Linked DNA regions of Gadus morhua: region 2 is linked to region 1. Evidence: chromatin contacts called from public Hi-C data. All regions are on one chromosome and are shown on one strand. Each heading gives the region's core, a stretch centred on a gene start, on an enhancer-like site or on the middle of the called end of the contact. The rest is flanking DNA. Distances are from core to core; before and after follow the strand shown. Region 1 holds the start of ctdp1 (CTD (carboxy-terminal domain, RNA polymerase II, polypeptide A) phosphatase, subunit 1). Region 2 holds the start of slc66a2 (solute carrier family 66 member 2).

Region 1 (4,602 bases), core at 1,015-3,514:
ACGAAGAGGAAATTGAATGCATTTATAGAGAGCTTTCTAACCAGTGGCCACTCAAAGCGCTTTACAATATTGCCTCACATTCACCCATTAATTCCACACATTCATACATCCACGCACCGACGGCGGTGGCAGCCATGCAAGGTGACAGCCAGCTCGTCAGGAGCAGTCAGGGTAAGAGGGGGCTTGCTCAGGGACACCTCGACACTGGGAGGAGACGGGGACCTAACTAGCAACCTTCCGGATACCAGCCAACCCGCTCTACCTCCTGAGCCTCATGGCCTCCCCAAGAGCAGCTCAGCCTTGTGAGGATGGAGCTCCAGGTGGTGTGTGGACATCCACTGAGAGATGGCATCCAGACGCGCCATCCTGGTTTGACACCGTGACAACACAGAATCAGTTGTCATCTGAATAGCAGTGGTAGGAGAAGCCATTTGACCGAATGACAGACCCCAGTGACTTGATGCACCCTGAGGGCCTCTTAGGCCCAATCCCCTTTCTACCCCTTACCCCTTCCCCTTACCCCTCCCCCTTGTTTTGAAGGGGTAAGGGGTAGAAATGAGATGAACTGGAGACTGGTGAGGGTCGAGATCTTTGAGCTAAGAGTTCTCAACTGTTTTCGAAATAAAGAGAGACAGGTCTGGAATTTGTTACATCACATTGGTTGAGTCAGGTTTTTTTTTTTTAAAGTTGGTTCAATCTTGCTTTAAGAGTGTTTGAAAAGAAAAAACAGTTGTCAAAGAGGTATTGTTGAGATTGGTGATGAAACTAAGGAGGTTTGGAGAGATACACCGAAGGTGAGAGGGGATAGGGTCGAGAGCTGGCAGGGCGGTGGGAAGGAACCAGGGCGAGCCCGCTGATAGGAGGACAGAGAGAGTCCACACAAGAGGAAAAGGTGGAGAGAAGGTAGCGCCTTGCAATCCGGAGGCATGGGTGAGAAGGAATCACGTACACGCAACACTTCACTGTCAGCTATAGTATTTAACAGCAACTTCTAAACAACGTGCTATTCTGTTTGTTTGTTATATTGCTACAAACTAGTCTGAAAACCTTTAAGTTTGAAAAAAACAGGACACTCTTGTTCATAGAAGTGCGATAGCTTCCACACGGGTGGGGGGTATGACTACTATACAATTATACTTTGATTGATTAGCGATATGTCTCTACTCCTGGGATGCGTTATCTGTGATGGATCAGCAAAATATATTTAACAACTCTAGGAGAAATATTAATAACGAAAATGAAAGAATGAGAATGTGTTCCATTGTTAAGTGATAGAAATCATTGATCTTGGTAAGATGGTTATATAAAGAAAACACTACCATATAGATACAATTTGAATATAGATTATAAATATATAATGTGCAGGTGTGCAAGTGGCAACATGATTAATCAGTTAAAATCTCACTAAACCCAACACAGACAACATGCATCCTTTGCTGCACCGCAGTGAACTGTGCTTCAATGGTAATAAAACAAGGGCCTGCAACAGTTTATTGCTAACTATTACTATGTATCTATGTTTACATGTGTGCTGTTTATAAAACGTTGTTTTGTGTTTCCTCATGTTCGTGCTATTGAATATATGTAAACAATAAATTGTTGGATTAACCCATTTTACTTTCAGGAATATAAGCATAATTTGGTTGAACATAACATAGGTTTCTCAAGGTTTTCTCATCCACAAGGCAGGCTATTTTGGCAACTGCGCATTAGACCCAGTGTTATGGTTGTGTATGTTCATGTGGCAACATGGAAACAAAGAAAAAATAAAAGACACCCATGAGATCATAAAAGCATGTCTCATTTTATGTTACATCATCTTACATCAGAAAGTCTGCAATGGGTCCCATAGCACTTCTGTGTTCTTTATATTTTATGGAACATTTTAGATCAATTAGGATTAATATTTTTTTATAAATAATTCAGACAATCATTATTCTATGTTTCAATATTGAACAAAATTAAAACTACACCAATGACGATATATAATGTAAATAAACTAAGTGGTGCTTAAACAAATTGGTTAGATATGGCAACCTAGAGTTACTGAATGTTTTTACTTGTCTTTAGAATTTACATAATAATAACATAGTACTATTCCTTTTTGTTTATATCTTTTTTTCCCCGTGCGCTAACGCAACACGAGGAACCAAACACCTCAGCCCTCCTCACCGGACTACCGGATGCTGTCAGTGTTGCCAGATTGGGACTGAGTTCCCAATCTGGCAAAACTGGCTCAAGCGCGTTACAGCCAGTGTTGTCATATTGGTCGGGAACTCTGACCCAATCTGGCAACACTGGATGCTGTATGATCCTGTAGCTGCAGCCTTCCTGTTTACGGGCGGGAAGAGCGAACAGAGCGACCGACACAACGCTAGTGTTTTGTATATCAGCTTATTATTGGCTACGCGTCCGTGAATGTTAATCGGAAAACCCTCTACTTGCACTTATATGACAGGCGAAGCTGTGCGAAAATCAAATGGTATTTTACCTGCACCATTACTACTACACGTTGACGGGATTTTAAGAGTGCCAAACAGATGGAGGACCCCGCGGATTCTGGCGGCGGCTCCGCGGCAGAGGGCCCCGTGGTGCAGGTGGCAGACATCCGCTGGCCCATCGGAGCTCTGCCTCTGCGTCTGCTAGAGTGGAAAGTCAAACCCGGGTCTCTCGTCAACGTGGACTCGGTGCTGGCCTTATGTGCTCCGATCTCCTCGGCGGTAGAGAGCGGTCTGAAGCCCCAGAAACATGTCAACAGGCTCCCGGAGAAGAAGGTGAAGTCGGACCGCGCCGGAGTGATCAGGGAGCTTTGCTGTCAGCTCGGGCAGGTCATACCCCCTGGGTGAGTTCAACCTAGGCTGTCTAGCCTCTCGTCATCCCTCTCCTCTCGCCCTGTATGGACTCACACAACCCTTAAACTTAAAGTTGTTTCCTACAACCAATGAATAACATGCGTTAGCTTGTAGGCTAGCAGCTAGTCCGCTAGCCAGAAGGGTAGATCTGATCAGCGTCGGGATGGGGGCAAACAACACACCGGCGGGCCCACAACTTTTTCGTAGTTTATTTGGCGGTTTATAAAAACGTTATTTGCTATAGACAGACTGTTATATATACTGTTACGATTTGCTATAATGAGTACTAGTTGACTGTCTAAAGTGAAGGCAGTACGAGTCACTCACCAGGCAGGTAGACCGTCCCGCGTCGTAACGCTACCCGGTGTTACTGCTCCCCCGTCGTCAAAAATACACTTTCAGTCAATAATGCTTCCAGAGAATAAAAAACATTAGGTTTGAAAATGCATTATTAAGATTATGACGTCTGGCGGTTGTTTTCTCATCTATCTTCACTATAAGAACAACACAGGCTATCAAGGCTAACATGCGTAACGCTGACAGGCCATAGTGCACAGAGGGAGTTTGTTTACTCCCTAACTGTGGTACTAAACTATAGTACCACATTGTAACCAGCTGGGTTTACTAGAGCAAAACTACTATTTCATAAAAAATCCGGGTCATTGGTTTTCTCATTTCCTATTGCCCACATTAGGGGGTGTGTTCGAGCTGCTCTTTATAGACGCAGAAAACACCTGCTGCTCAGAAACAGGAACAGCATAGTTGTAAATGTCCAGAGAAATAAAACAGTTCAGTTAACTTATATTGGCATTCGTCAATTTGTTAAATTCCTTTTTTGTTTTGTTTGTTTCTGATCTAAGTCTACTGGCATGTTTTTTTTACTTGTTACAATATTTATTCAGTTTTTGCTCTGTCTTCTGTATGCCACATTTCAGACACGTAAGTCAAACTGACCTGATGCAGTGCCTGTGTACTCACTTGTATTTTCAATAACAGGGGTATCATCGTCCGAATTGAAGAATGCAGCCATCCTATAGTGATGAAAGGACTTTGTGCTGAATGTGGACAGGATTTGACACAGTAAGGAAACCTCAAATTACTCTTTCAGGGTGTGCTGCAATTTTCCACACACTTCGTCAATCTCTAGAGCAAAGTGTACAAATCTAATCAATGAATGTATTGCATTGTATCCAAAACCTTCACTTTGATAAACCATTAAACTCAAGGGCTTTAACTTACCTGTCTAAATCAATTACATCATAAGAAGATGCATCCATTTTACATTTTGAACAAAATCGATGCGATGCGTTTCATAGTGTGGAATAAAGCTGCGTTCATGTATATCATGACATCTGGCATTTCATATCATTCGCTAGTATTTAGTGACTTTAACATGCATGCCATCATTCCCCATATGCCTATTGAGTGGAGAGAACCACACCCCATGTGGATTAAAGATGTTTTTATAATCCCGATCAGTCAACGATGTCTGAATCTTCATTTATAAATAAATGGCATATATGAGATGATAATTTTAAGAGAAAGGGTAACCTTATCTCGAGTTTCATTTCATTGTTAATATGTTGAAAACACTGTCCCTGGTCTAATAGGGCTTGGAAATATGGAAACTAAGATGTGGTGCCATCATGACACAAATGGGAACCTTTGCAGAATCCTCTTATACAAGTCAATGCCTATGAATTAAAGATATGATTCTGAATGGGGTTAAAACCTTGAATCATGTGGGCAT
Region 2 (4,151 bases), core at 228-2,727, 130 kb after region 1:
GGGAAGAGGTAACACAGACGAAATATCCCTGTTTCACCAGGTTTTTTTTTCACTGGGTCGTTATCCATCTGTCCTAAAGCGGATGTTAATGTTTGAACCATGCACACTGTTTAAACGTGGAGGTACCTGTCATTAACATTCCCTGTTCTTCCAGTTTGTCTTCTACCCCACATTGTCTTGAACCATTGTACAGTCACACTTATAGAATTTGGGTTGGGTCTGGTGAATAGGTTTACTACTCTATTCACTTTGCTTAAGGAGATTATGCCATATGTCCCATTTGTTGGTAAAGCCAATGGCCCTAGCACAATAGGGCATCTTTTGGGTTCCAAAAAGTAAAGCATTAAAAGGTGTATGATTTACTGGACAGCCCCAGTTACAGGAATCTAGTTTATAGAGTTAGGGTTAGTCTTATAGTATGGCCAGTGACTACTGAAAATTAGATTAGCTCAAGCATTCAAATTTAGCAGGCCATATCATATAATGTCAATACATGCTTTTCCTGATATGTATTTGTACGAGACAGTTGTCTGAAGTTTCTGTCTTAGTTTTGCTTACCTGAATAGTATGCGCAGAATATTTGCCACAAGAAGGACAAGACACACATACGTGGAGAAGCCCTCAGCATTTTGCGTCCGCAGTATGTCTCTGTACTGAGGGATGTAAGGGACCACCCCGCCGAAGATCATCGCACCGGCAGCGATCCATAGCACAAGTTGGTTAAAGACCTGCAGAAGCTGCTCAAACACTTCATCTTCCATAGTTCAGTAGGCATCAAGTTGTGAGCAGGTTGTGTCCACACCGATGCGCAGAGAACCAAAGTTGCCAAGACTTTGGTCAGTGCAGTAGACCACTGGTTCCTGCAGGAGTTTGCTCTTCACTTGCTGTGTTTTTTTTCTATCTAAATGAATGCCCTCAATTTACAATGGCGGCCAAAGTGAGGAATAGTACTGTCACGGAATGAGGCTGACATATATCTACTAAAAGAATTGTCTGGAAGCATCAAAGACACATTCATTAAAGTGTAAGCTCTTCCCTCAAGCTGAATGCCACGCCATCACGAGTCAGGAGGAGCCCTTGTGAATCGGAAATGACGACCCGGGCCAGCCCCACAACAGATGACAACAAAAACCTAAGGGGTGACTAGAGGAATGCATTCACAACGTGTATCCTGTCTGCAGCAATATTTGGAAATTGTTGCAGGCACAATTAAAAGCGTCCGGATTTCTGATATAACTGTTCCGATTAAGCTAACCAGTCCGATTGTATGTTAGAAACAAAATACATTCACCCCCCTAATATATCTAAGACCATTCAAATGGAACGGCAAAATTTCACATAGCATGTTGTGGATATAAGGGCATAATTGGGACATTAGTAACTCTGCTTTCAGAGGAAATTGGTAAATAGGGAAACAACAATCCAAACCGAACACAGGAGTGCTGCTTCTTTCCGGGCACGTGACACAGGCCACTCCCCCTGACGTAAACATGTGACGGAAGCCGCGGGGTCCTAAAGGCAAACATGTATCAGCGATAGCTGCCTTTACCAACAGTGTTGCCAGATTGGGCAAGATTTCCCGCCCAATCTGGCAACACTGGTTACTAATATGGTTTTGCGTTTAAGAGAAATACCCGTGTATGAAGAACAGAATGCAGATTGTTGTTGCTATATGATGTAGCAGACTAAGTATTGTTTTCGAGAAAAAAAAAAAAAACCTACAAGGGTTGACTATGGTACAACAAAATCTTGTTTTATTTTCAAAGGTTGCATAACCACACCACATTACTGCGACTCCGGTTTAACTGTAAAGTAGGATTATAATCCATTATGTAAAGGGGAATGATGTAGACCTAACCCTAATAACCCTTATATGCTCTGTAAGGTGACCTTGGGTGTCTTGAAAGGCGCCTCTAAATTAAATGTATTATTATTTATTATTAAGGTAGCAATTTCAGTAGCAAATCCACAATGGGTTAACCGCAGTGGGCAGGCTTTGTCCCAGACTGTAAACTTATCGGGGAGGTTACGCCTCAAGGAACCAACTCTTTGTAGGTTTTGTAGGGCATAATGTCCCTTCAATTTTAAAGAGCTAGATTATCTTCAATCGACGTCTGGGGGGAAGGATTAAGTTTTGCGGTTGAGTCTGTTCCACCCGTCCCACCGTGGACATTTTGGTGGCTTTGCCCCTTTGCTCGTATGCGACTACCAGAAAACTTTGCAACATTCCCAGTGCTAATAGACCCCATGATCAACGATGTCAACAATGTCTAACACAGAACCCGAGACACTCAGGGATATGACCGAAACTGTAAGTCTGTTTTCATGCACACTGCATAGCCTGAGTACAATAACCAAATGTCTAACACAGAACAAGAGACACTAAGGGATATGACCGAAACTGTAAGTTTGTTTGCATGCACACTGCATAGCCTGAGTACAATAACCAATTATGTGTCCCATTTGTTGTTGGGTTTTTCGTTTTGCCAGATGGAGCAAACTATGGACCGTCTGCAGGGGAAATTCCAAGCAATCTCTGAACAACTCGAATCCAAACATATCCTTTTGAAAAGCAGTCCATTATAGATGCCGGCTTGTGTAACTGTCATGGTGTGCTCGAGATGTAATGCGATATTCATAACCCCATGATTTTTCATATGCTAGGGACATATTGTTATCGTTACCCCTTCAAATGATAGCAGATCATTTAAAGGGGTAATTCAACCATGAATTATTATAACATATATAATAATAAAAAAAGGTAATATATATATTTTATAACATTTCGATTTGCTGGGCTCTTTAAACCTCAAATAAAACCTTCTTGGCCTGATAAAGGGCAGATTTCACTGCCCCCTGTAGAGCATATACCAGGGAAACCATTCCCTCTTCCAAAACAATAGTTTTAGAACACTAATGGTGTTCCACTGATAACGGCTGCGCCCAATTGTTAAAGATTCAAGGGTTGCCTTTATCAAATGCAAAGTAAAACCCAGGGAGGTTCTGAGCAATGACATTCCTAATTGAAGTCATGAGTCGACGTTGTAAAGCAAAAGTACACTACTATACAACAATTCTCACTGTTTAGGCAGCAAACACATTTTCCTGAACTGGGGCACTAGACCAGATGGGCACGCGTATCCACGGGCTGGAGAGGAACGTGACGGACCTCATGACGCAGGCAGGAACGGACGAGCAGCCGGGCCCAAAGTGACCCGACGGAGGGCCAAGGGGGAAAATGGTCCACACTCACTTCATCTGGCATTGAGGAGGCCTCCATGGACACAGGGATAGGTGTGTCCATGACGGGAGGACCGAGTGTGGTCTAATGAGATGGACGAACGGTGGAACCGCAGGTAACGGCGTCGGCGAGGATTATTGCCGAAAGCGATGAGCCGATTTCTTTAGATGTGTTAAAGAAAATATCCACATACTAAAGTTTAAAGAATAGACTTTATATCATTTTTTATTTCAACTTTACTTTTTCACCATGTCTTCATTTCTGAGGATGCAAAATACATTCTCCTTCAAATAAATACCGGTGATCATTAAAACTGTGTCATTTTTTTAGAGTTAAAACATAGTTTATCATAATGTTGCTTTTGTTTCATGTCATACATTACAGCCTGCAGTGTGCTAGCACAGCGGCTAACACACAACTGGTTAGCGTGTGTTGTCACATGCTCAAAATCAAATCTAAACACATTCCTCCTATAGCCTATTGTTGTCCAGTGTTTACATCATGTTTTTCTTTATTCTGTAATCTACCAAATATAACCTATATCATATTATAGAAATCTTTATTTGACATTGGATAAAAGATCTGAATGCCATTTCACACTCTTTAAAGGTCCCATGACATGCCACCTGTTGTGTTGTGGTTAGCCGCTACAAGCAGTTTTGGAAATCTGCCCCTTATGACATGACAGGTGGGCGTGTGCAACGAGATGTGTGACGGATAGATGAGCAACGTTTGCGACAGTCCACTGGGTAAGCAGGTAGACTGATCTATCCAGCACACATCTAGGTGGACAAGTCCACCTGTGATGTCATAAGGGCCAGATAACGGCTTGCTAATCACACCACATCTGGTGGCATGTCATGGGACCTTTAACAATATGCGATAGGAGGTTTCCAGTGTCTGCACCAGT

What was found. Hi-C and Micro-C count contacts between places; a contact is called where the count stands out from the background.
Region 2: a contact with region 1 is called in a Hi-C map of gill, with 6 times the contacts expected there. The contact joins the promoter of slc66a2 here to the promoter of ctdp1 in region 1. A contact is called at or near these places in 5 of 6 Hi-C or Micro-C datasets (blood, gill, heart and 1 more).

The regions. Positions count from the first base shown.
Region 1 is chr22:20,507,681-20,512,282 of gadMor3.0, forward strand. It overlaps ctdp1 (CTD (carboxy-terminal domain, RNA polymerase II, polypeptide A) phosphatase, subunit 1), which reads left to right and starts at 2,265. Exons shown (of 12, transcript XM_030347651.1): 1 at 2,265-2,842; 2 at 3,849-3,932. The coding sequence starts at 2,541. adck5 (aarF domain containing kinase 5) reads right to left here and starts at 86. Exons shown (of 16, transcript XM_030347652.1): 1 at 1-86.
Region 2 is chr22:20,638,385-20,642,535 of gadMor3.0, forward strand. slc66a2 (solute carrier family 66 member 2) reads right to left here and starts at 1,478. Exons shown (of 5, transcript XM_030346994.1): 1 at 559-1,478. The coding sequence starts at 761.